Regions from separate parts of the Zea mays genome. Here region 1 is linked to region 2. The links are chromatin contacts, called in public Hi-C maps. All regions are on one chromosome and are shown on one strand. Each heading gives the region's core, a stretch centred on a gene start, on an enhancer-like site or on the middle of the called end of the contact. The rest is flanking DNA. Distances are from core to core; before and after follow the strand shown. Region 1 holds the start of LOC100281015 (caltractin). Region 2 holds the start of LOC100303849.

Region 1 (5,342 bases), core at 1,869-4,368, 160 kb after region 2:
TTGCCAAACAGTACACCCGTGCTACGTGGTGCACTGTGCTCATCCATCATCACACACACGTTGCCAGGGAAGCTTCCCCTGCACGCCAATGCTACGCAGATCGTGGATACCAGGGCGCAAGGAAGATTGCACTGGCACGAACATTAGTCGCTCCAAGTATTACATCCGTTATGTCCCTAGGCCCACATGTCGGGGCTCAGTACCCTTGTACGTGCCCCCCTTTGAGCTATAAAAGGGGAGGCATGCAACGTTACAGGACAGACTCTCTCGGTCCCAAGTCATCAAAGACTCAAGCTCACGAGCAATACAATACACAGTGGAGTAGGGTATTACGCTCCAGCGGCCCGAACCACTCTAAACCCTTGCGTGTTCTTGTGTATTCATCCCCCCAATCTCTAACAAGCTAAACGCCTAGGCCCCTCCTCATCTTAGGATTTAGGGCGGGTGCACTCCGCCACCCGGCCGGAGATTTCCTCTCCAACATATTTACATGTGTGGACTTCTATTACGTTTGCGTATGTTGACCATCCGACAATTCATCTAGTGATAGTAGGCTTCAGGCACCAGTGATAATCTAGTGACATCAATAGCCTTCTTTAGCGCCATCCTTTCATGAAGGAAATACCTTTCGACATTGAATTTCTACGAAGAAAAATCCTGAAAACCGGGAAACTGATGCTTGCTCTGCGAGAAATTCGCACGATTCTTTGAGTGAGAATAAGCAATCCTGTGAAAAACCGATCGCCTCTGATGAACACGGATCGGGCTATGGAAATCAGAATTATGATTAATCATCTTGCCAAGCGGGATGCATTTGGCCCCTGATAGAACATTCGATTTGACGGCTTGAGCATAAGAACGATGAACTTTACCATTTCTGCCAACCTCAGACCACGAAGATTGATCTTCAAGACATAAATCACGATATTCCTGAGCCCAATTATTGCCACCAAAATTCCAGAGATGAAAAAATAATTTGAATTATCACACTCAAATGATCTCAAATTATAGATAATAATTCCCACTTTCTTGGAACAGTCCGAGAAACGAAAGACACGATCCGAAAGCTGCAACATATCGAAGGAGGCAACAAATCCACCAATAACCACTTGCAGAAGAAAACCCACTGATCCGGAGGAGAGGCGCCATTTGCAACGACCAAAGGAAACAACTAGAAGGAAGGTCGAGGAGTTACCCGATTGGTCATGGATGCGAAGGTTCCATCTATTCCAAACAGCATGTTGGAACTCTATTCCAGGGGCGAAGTTTAATCCATTGAGGAGCGGCGAGGGACAATCCCTACTCACCGGAGCCTGTGGATGCCTCGGCGCAGCCAGGCCGGTCCTCAGGATGGACGTGGCCTTCACCCCCCACCGCTAGCCGCCTTAAGGTTGAACTCTCTAATACTAGTAAGGTGCACTTTCTGTTGTCATGGTTATTAACAAACCGATAACATTGTTATGGCAGTGAGTTACCGAGAAGTAGTAGAGTTACCCCTCTATAGCCTTGGGGCATGAACATCTGCATGATAAAAGGTAAATCAAATGCTAAGTCTTGTTCCATTCCGGCTTCTCTTTATCCTTTTAGTCAGTGCTTAACGTTCCTGTTGACTTGTGCTTGTCATAATGATATCTGAAGAATTGTTGCTACCATTCTTCAATCATGTTTTTGTAAAGTTACAAAACCGTCATATGTTGTTATGTGCAATCTTTTCCAGGTTGAGAGAATGACATGAAAGTCAGCACTAGCAAATTATGTTTAGTAGCACAAGGAGCATTTGTGTAATTACAAGGATTTGCCTTCAATAGAGCTTGAAGTCGCTCCTCATGATGAAGTATTCTGTTCAAATGATGAGATACAGATGATGAAGTATTCTCTTCAAATGATGAGATGCAGACACGGTGGCCTTTAGGACAAGTAGACCCAAAGAGCGTGAGCAGGAAGGGCCAAAGTCCTATTATACTCTAATATGACTATCTGTAGTTGTAGTTAAATCGTTTTATCATACACTGCGAGTTAGAACTGTTTGGCTTTCAGAAATTGAAATGTATGGCTGAAGTCCTTTTTACAAACTTTATCTTAGGGCTAGCATGGGAACTACATTTTTCTAAGTAATTTCTATTTTTTCAAGAAAAATAAACTAATTTCTCTTTAAAAAAATAAAAATGTCTCAGAAAAATGGGTTCTTAGACTAGTCGTTAACGTGGAGAGAAAATTTGAGACCAGCATTTTCGATATAAACTCCCATTGGACTTTGCAATGTCTGATATATGATTGTCGGGTCCAGAGAAAGCATCTCAAACGGCCATCATGCGAACTTTTTATCTCGTTTTGAATGGTCCTCCGTGAACCCCAGTCAACCACAGACAATCGACAGACAACGCACCACGCTCACCAACCGAAAACCCCAAGAAAAAGAATACAGTACTCCGCACAACAGCCCATGGATCTCTCAAAATCAAAAGGCGATGCCTTCCAGGTCGACCGCGAGCACTCCGGCTAGCGCCTCGAGCCCCACGCCTTCACCGCCGTCCCCTCCGCCAGCGACGCGGATCATGGCGCGGACCTCCTCGTCCGCCGCGGGCATCCCGGCCCAGTCGAGGTAGGCCTTGAGGTCCTCGAAGCCGACCATACCGTCCCCGTCCCGGTCCATGAGCCGGAAGGCGCCCTCCATGGCGGAGCGGCGCCCAGCGCCTCCCGCGGCGGCGGCGGCCGCCGCGGCGCGGCCGGCCAGCAGGCGCTCGAACTCGTCGTACTGCACGAAGCCGTCGCGGTCGGCGTCGGCGGCCGCGATCATGGCCGCGAGGTCGTCGTCGTCGAACCGGTCGCCGGCGGCGGGCCCCGCGGCGGCGTAGAAGGACTTGAGGTCGTCCCGGCTGATCCGGCCGTCCCGGTCCGCGTCAAGCACGTCGAACGCCGGCCTCAGGTCGCCGCCAGCGCCGGAGAGGTCGAGCCCCAGGTACCTGCCGGTGGGGCACATGTTCGCGGTTCGCCTGCTTCGCCGGGACTCGCGAGGAGAGGACACAGTGGGAAAACTCGGGGAACAGTCTGGACCTCTGGATCGGAAACGTGAGCCGATTCTGCGGAGGGTCGCGGCTAATTGCGGTGCGGCTTGTGCTGTTGGCATCGCACGGGAGGCTGACATTTATAGGAGCGGGAGGCGAACTCTCCCGTCATCGAGGACGTTTGCCGTGGACACGGTGCAGGAAATGGTGCGTGTGACGCGGTGGGATCGGGTGCTTTTGTGGTGGGACCGATGAGTCCGGTGCAGCGATGAGTGGTGGACGAGGTGTTTTAGGGGGGACCTGTGTGACTGGGAGACGGTGACATGTCAACGCGGGCAGGAGATACTTTTGAATTGGTTGGCTGGCTTGAGATCCGTGGTGAGCTTGCGACGCAAGGAGCCTCAGCTTGACGGGCAGCTGGGGTCGGCGTGGGTTTGGACCAGGACAAACTGGAAGACGTGTTGGGTGACGTCTTTGCGGCCACATTCTTGCGGCGCTGGGCGTCGCTCTCCCGCTGAGATCTTCCGTGGCGTCAACCGGGGATTCCATTTCCACCTGCCCGCGCCTGCGCAGTTCTCTGAGACCGTTCCCGTGCTTTCGTTGCCACGAGTTTGCCGCTGTAAACTACCAAGCACCAGCACGTTGGTATTTAAAGAAAAAGGAAAAAATCGCGTGACAGCTTTTTTCGCTGAATTCAAGCTTTTGTTTCTGAATCTCTTCAAAGAAAAGTCACTGCACGGAAAGAAAAGTCCGGATTCCCAGTTTTCGTGGAGGTGGAACCTGTTGCTCCAATACCGACGGTAGAGAAAAAAAGATTTCTTTATATTTTTCACGGTTTCGACAATGACGAAATGCTCTAGATTACCAGTCGCCCAAACTCTTACGAATGGCGAGTGCCTGGCGTGCATATTTTACTGGACGAGAAGGACGCGACGTGGCAACGTGGGCACTTGGCACCGGCGGACCATGTGCCGTGGCTCGTGTGATGAAAGGCTCGCCATTTGCTTGGAGCTAGCGGGAGAGCGGCAGACAGGCAGACCATATACAACAGTCAAGTCACACACATACATCAGCTACGAGACAACAGCCAGACTGGTCCAAATCGATATGGTACGACGCTAGTATTGTCACGGCCTGGCTCACTTTCTAGGACGGCGGTCGATCAAATGTCACATGGCTCTGGCACTGAGCGGTAACCGGAGGTTCATGAGCAGCTACGTGGAGCACGCCTGGTCAGTGATTTAGGGAGGGCACTAGCCTGGTAATGGTATTCCGACCATGCAAAAACAGAAATTAACCTAGCAAAAATTAAATTTAACTAGACTCATAAACAGTAGTATCAAAAAACTATTTTAAAATAAAATGTTTTAAATTTAACTAGATTCATGAACAGCAGTATCAAAAAAAATATCGTAATGAATCTAGACGTTTTTATGCTTGTTTTTAATACTCACAATAATATCTCATACATATATACAAACCATATTGGTCATGACCAAATTTGTACTAAATCTAACAAATTCAGATATTAAATTGTACACAACGGAGGGACCTACGCTCAAGACATTGACGACTCTATTCACATGAGTTGACATCATGTGTTCCTCCATGTAGGGGACCATAACTGGTGTAGATAAATGCTCGTAGTACCATCATCCCTTGGGCATTTACCAAGATGAAGAGTAAAAAATGTGACTCGAGCTAACACCAGGAAGAAGACAATGATTAGTGAGCAGCCACGAAGACGCTCCCTAAAAACCTGATCATTCATACACTCAAATGGGTGCCATAGAAACAGATGGTAGAGGCCTACTGTCCTAAGACTTCGTGCAAACGGAGGGACCTAGATACAACTCAACCTATAGGTGAGAGTTGACTTTTGTGTTGTTATGTGTGTTCTATTCTCGTGCTAGATATAATAGGAGTTACAGAAAGATTAAATTATGGAGTAATCACAAATAACACACATCCATTACCTCGTGTATAATATGTCCATTATTCCATTAACTACTTTAGGTGGCAAAACAAGACCACTCACACAACACGGTCATGAATAATGTCATGGTACGCCACGAAGGCCCTGGGCTATCTGATGACCTTGACAACTCGGATGGCCACTGAGGACCTCGGTTGGCCTCTCATGGCCCGAACTTCCTAACGCCCCTTAAAGGTCCCCAAGGGCTCCCTGAGGGCCTCAAAGGGTCCCTAACGTTTGGAGGGACCCAGAAGGCCCTTGAAGTGCTCCTGTGTATTTAATATGTGACCATAATTTATTTGAGTTAATTAATTAAAATATGAGTCACACCCATATTAAATCTAATAATCTCAACTAAATAC
Region 2 (4,785 bases), core at 2,257-4,756:
TCAGTTTGGCCTCTGGCAAAGGGAATGGCAAACAGGCACTTCATCAGCATTCAAGCAGCGTGGATGCCGACCCCGTCGGAGACGGAGAGGAAAGGGGACGCGGGACCACGCTCGTGGTCGTGGCCAGGCATCCCACATGGCTCGTGGCGTCGCAGACTTGGCCGCGGGGAGCAGACAAATAAAGCGGCCGCGCGCGGTTACTCCGTTGGCTGTCCTGAAGCGACGGCAGTCTAATTGCGAGCATCAATTGTGGTTGGCCTAGTTCAGGCGTCATTTCGCCCCGTCTTGCCTTAACGCGTACTCTGTCCTTCAGCTTGAGGCTAACGGATGTTTCTAGTGGTTTCAGAGAACGATTTTTTTTTTGTTAGGAGGAGGAGGTCAGGAGGCTGTGTTTTCAGGAAGGCAGGCAGTGTACGGAGTTAGGCCTCCAAACAAAGCAAGATATCTGACTGTTCAGGAGGTAGCACAGTCCCACTTTGATGTTGGCAGGCAATGTCAGGTATAGAGGGAGAGGGAGAGGGAGAGGGAGAGAGAGAGCAGAGCAGAAACATTAAGCATGAAACCAAAAGGCAGGGCTTTCAGAGCGCTGGCATACCAGTATACCACTAATGAACAACAAATCTAGGCTACCAGAGACAACAGGTCCTCAGCAGGTAAGGCTGCGCGGCGGCTACGGCGCCGGCCGGCCATACACCAAAAGCCAACGCTATCATTTGTACGTCCAAAACCAACACGGCGACGACTAGCGGTGCCGGAAGAAACCACCGTACCATTACCGACCTTCCGGCCTGCCGGTTTCTCTTTCAGACGAGAAAAAAAGGAAAGGAAACCACTTTGCAGGAAATTCGTGACGGGCGGGTGCAGTGGAGCTTTGGATTGGACGGGGCCGGTAAGGTAGCAAGCTTGCAGGCTAGCTAAACTAAAAGAGGACGGCGGGCGGCCTTCAGTTCAGCTAGCTGTTCTCGGGGGCGGGCCGGCCAATGGCGTGGACGGCACAGCACGAGGATATATATGCTCCTCCTCCTACGCACTTGTAGAGGGAGTAGGCAGGAACATGGCACTGTAGGATATATACAGTAGTACACGGCGCCATTGATCGGTGTTAATGCTACTGCGCAACATGACGCCACGAGTCATGATAGGCGCCTACGGCCTGTCACGTAGCCGCGTGGCGCGCACAGCCTAGCAGTGACACGGCCTACCTGAACAGATGAGGATGGGTGGCGACGCGCCAATCATGCATCGGCCACGTCGCCACCGCCCCGTGCCCTGCCATACGTACGGACCACGTGGAGGCTTCGGCCTCGGTCCCGGCCCGGACGAGGCCCCGACGCAGAGGCGCGCTGACGCCTGGGCCACCACTCCCCGCGCACATCATGGCTTGCGTGAGCCGCCAGCTCGCCCACGTCCGGAAGCCGTTGTCGCGACGGTGTACACAGGCGCGCCATCCTCCAACCCCACAAGACAGCGCCGTACTTTCGCCTTGACGCACCGGAGCCCGAGCGCCGGTGGGCCGGCGAACGCGACGCCGGGTGAAGAAAGGGAAGAAGCGACCGCGGGATCGGAGCACGAGCACTGTGACGGTGGGTCCGCCTCCTCGCCGGCGCTGTCGGCGAGTTGTTTTTACTGCATGGCGAATGCGACGAGATGAGATGCGAGGGGCGTGGCGGGGCCACGGACCACGCTCTGCGTGCTTGCAGTTGCATTGCACGCACGCCCCCGCTGGTTTTCAACCGGCCACCGGGCGTGCTCGGTCAGATCGGCCACGTGCCCATTGATCCCCTCACACATCGCATAGCATTTCAAGTTCCTTGTCAGTACCACTGCCTATTTCGAAATAAAACAGTCGCGTACCCTCGGATGTTTTTTTTTACCTCTTTATTTTTTTTTACGATGCGGCTGCCAATCCATCTTTTGCTTGCACACGGGTCTGTCGTCTACGGAAGTTTTTTTTTTGGATTTGTGTCTGTACTTCTTCAGAAATCTTGAATCCAAGAAAATGTCTATGCACAATTTAGCGAATGTGATCGGAACCGCGGAAAAGCATGAGAAAATTTGGGTCCAGCAAGTGAGGAGCAAAAAGCGAGCGGTTTCTGTGAAGTACAGCTTAGTAAGTACTTGTAACTATGGTTGTGAGATGATACAATAGTACAAGCAAGCCATGGAGAAAATGCTACAGGATGTTGAGCAAGAAGCACATGAAAGGATGCATCATACACGATGACGTGATCTGAACCAACATTTCAAGCTGCATTCATCGGAGAGCGAATCGAAGCAGGTGAGAACAAACCAAGCTACAAAAGAATCCTGAGCCGGAGGGAGGAGAGGATAGAGACAGCAAAACCACTGTGGGCTACGGCTTCTTCTATCACATATTACAGCACGGGTTAATCGCTGGGACGCCATCGTCGTCGTCGTCGTCTTCATCATAACACTAACCGCTCACCGAACTGGGAGAAACAAGACGACAAAGGAAACTAGAAAGAGGGAAAGCTAGCGGTTAACTAATCCCGAGGAAAAATTCGGGGCGAGGGAAAAAATAGACGGAAAAAAAATTTACAACGAATCCACGAATGTTGGTCACGCCGGCGAGGAGGAAGGGGAAGAGCCGGCGCCGGAAGATGATGAGGAGACGGCGGACAGCGCCTCGGCGAGGGCCGTCATGGCGCGGACCTGCATCTGGAGCGCCGCGATGTAGTCCGTGGTCTCGGCGAGGAGCGTCGGAAACGACAGCTTCCGGCAGCCGGGCACCAGCCGGCCCAGCACCATGGCCTTCCTCGCCACCGGAGGCAGCGCGGCGGTGCCCTTCGCCGCGGAGGCGCCGTGGCGCGGAGGCGGGGACGCGGGGGCGCGAAGGCGCGCGCGGTGCGCGGCCTGGAGGCGGCGGCGGTGGGACGCGAGGATGGCGCGGCTCCAGTGCGTGCGCCCGCGCGCCGCGACCGCGAGCGCGCGGTCGGCCGCCTCGCGCACGGCCCTGCTGCGCGTCGGGGCCGCCTTGGCGGCGGCGGCGGAGGAGGGCCCCGCGCGCACGAGGCGGATCGCCTCGAGGAGCCTGGACGAGTAGATCTCGTGCTCGCGCCGCGTCCGCCACTCGGACGGCTGCGTCGGCGCCGCCCCGGCCGCGCGCTTCCGCTTCCGGCCCCTCTCCTCCACCTCCGCCGCTGGCGTCGAGCTGGACGTGGACGCCATTGCGAGTGCGCGCGCGCGCCAAGAATTGTTGCTCGCAGAAGGAAAACCTGGCGTATCGGACGCGAGGAACAAGGAGCTGCGATCCAACGAGGAGGAAGAAGGAGATGGGCGCTGCGCTGGCTTTGCGCTCGGGGTCGGGGCAGGGTGGGTGGTGGGATGGGAAATAGGGGAGGCGAAAGAGGTGGGAGACGGGGGATATAAAGGGGGTGCGGTGCGGCACCGGCAAATGGCGACGCCGATGCCGATGGTGCTCCACTGCTCGGTTCCCTCCTCTCCTCCCTCCTGTGATCCGCTTGGATTTTCTGCCGCAACGCCAACTCTTCTGCGCTCATGTGTTAATAATGGTAATAATATAATATAATATAATATATATTTTTTTCTTTTTTTTATTAAAAAGATCCTTTGGTTTCTTTCCCCTCCTGATCCAGTCTGCATGTGCGACACTAGGAGTGAGCTGGTCATTATGAGGTCCACTGGGCTTGGACTTTGTGGCCCTGTGTCCACTACAGTGGTCACGATCACAGAGGTGTAGGGATCGCGTCGGCATGATGGCCTTTCCTAGTTTCCTTTGTGTTGAAGAGCGAGTGCAAGCAGTTGTTGAGAACTACGTTACCACGGATCACCAGATCCGCTCCCTTCCCTCCCGTCAGCAATAGAGGCGCAAGAAGATATAGAGAACTCGTCTCCCTTCCCATAAGCACGACAGAGGAAACACACGAGACACTGGATATAGGGTTGGGCATCTGGCCTCTTTCTGATCTACATTCCATATGAGGGGTACAAGTTCTATATATAGAGACACGATAGCCCTCAGGGCTATATTCGGTATTTGCCCACATAACCCTTCATTAGGGTTTCTCAACACTCCCCCTTGGGCGAATACCGCGACCAACACATGCCTCGTTAAAACTCCAAAAAAACCAGTGGGAAAAATATGGAGAAAGAGTGCATGGTGATACAAATTGCATTTGCACTTTGTTGCCTCGTTAAAAACCTCATGTGAGAAACTTCAAGAAAACTCACCAAGGGAAAAAGAGTACAACAGCTGTCATCGGAACAAATTTCGATCCTCTGGGATCTAGATTCTACTGAATCTTCTACAAAGGCTAACTTTAGAAATGTGCTCCCCCTGATCCTTGCAAAACTGTATCAATATTGAAAAATATTTTCTTCTGGAAGTATATGCACATATAGATTTAGCAAACAGATTGCATATCCTTGCAAAGATTATTTCAGGAACTTCACCTCAACTCACTTCTAGGATACACGAGGTAAGTGCACGTATCAACATAAATAAGCCACTTCGACTAGTGGTGTTCGATCGACTAGATCTACATATTTGATAGAAACTTCCATAAAGGTTCACATATTGATCATCAAGCTGACGCCTTCAGGGCATAGAATATGATATTTATTGTCACACGATTGTGATCAATATAAGCATTCGCTCCCCCTGACGATGACATATGTCAAAGTCGTTATCCCTCATAACTTAACCATATTCTTCAAGATATATATCTCATTGTTCATCTGGAATAACGAGAATGGACGAGGTTGGAGTGCTATCATTTTCTATCTTACACCACAATTTATACA

Evidence for each region. Hi-C and Micro-C count contacts between places; a contact is called where the count stands out from the background.
Region 1: a contact with region 2 is called in a Hi-C map of endosperm, with 5 times the contacts expected there. The contact joins the promoter of LOC100281015 here to the promoter of LOC100303849 in region 2. A contact is called at or near these places in 2 of 25 Hi-C or Micro-C datasets (bundle sheath and endosperm).

Annotation. Positions count from the first base shown.
Region 1 is chr9:140,713,192-140,718,533 of Zm-B73-REFERENCE-NAM-5.0, forward strand. It overlaps LOC100281015 (caltractin), which reads right to left and starts at 3,119. Exons shown (of 1, transcript NM_001153934.3): 1 at 2,234-3,119. The coding sequence starts at 2,980. The coding sequence ends at 2,459.
Region 2 is chr9:140,557,592-140,562,376 of Zm-B73-REFERENCE-NAM-5.0, forward strand. It overlaps LOC100303849, which reads right to left and starts at 3,507. Exons shown (of 1, transcript NM_001165468.2): 1 at 2,155-3,507. The coding sequence starts at 3,189. The coding sequence ends at 2,581. It also overlaps the pseudogene LOC100275803.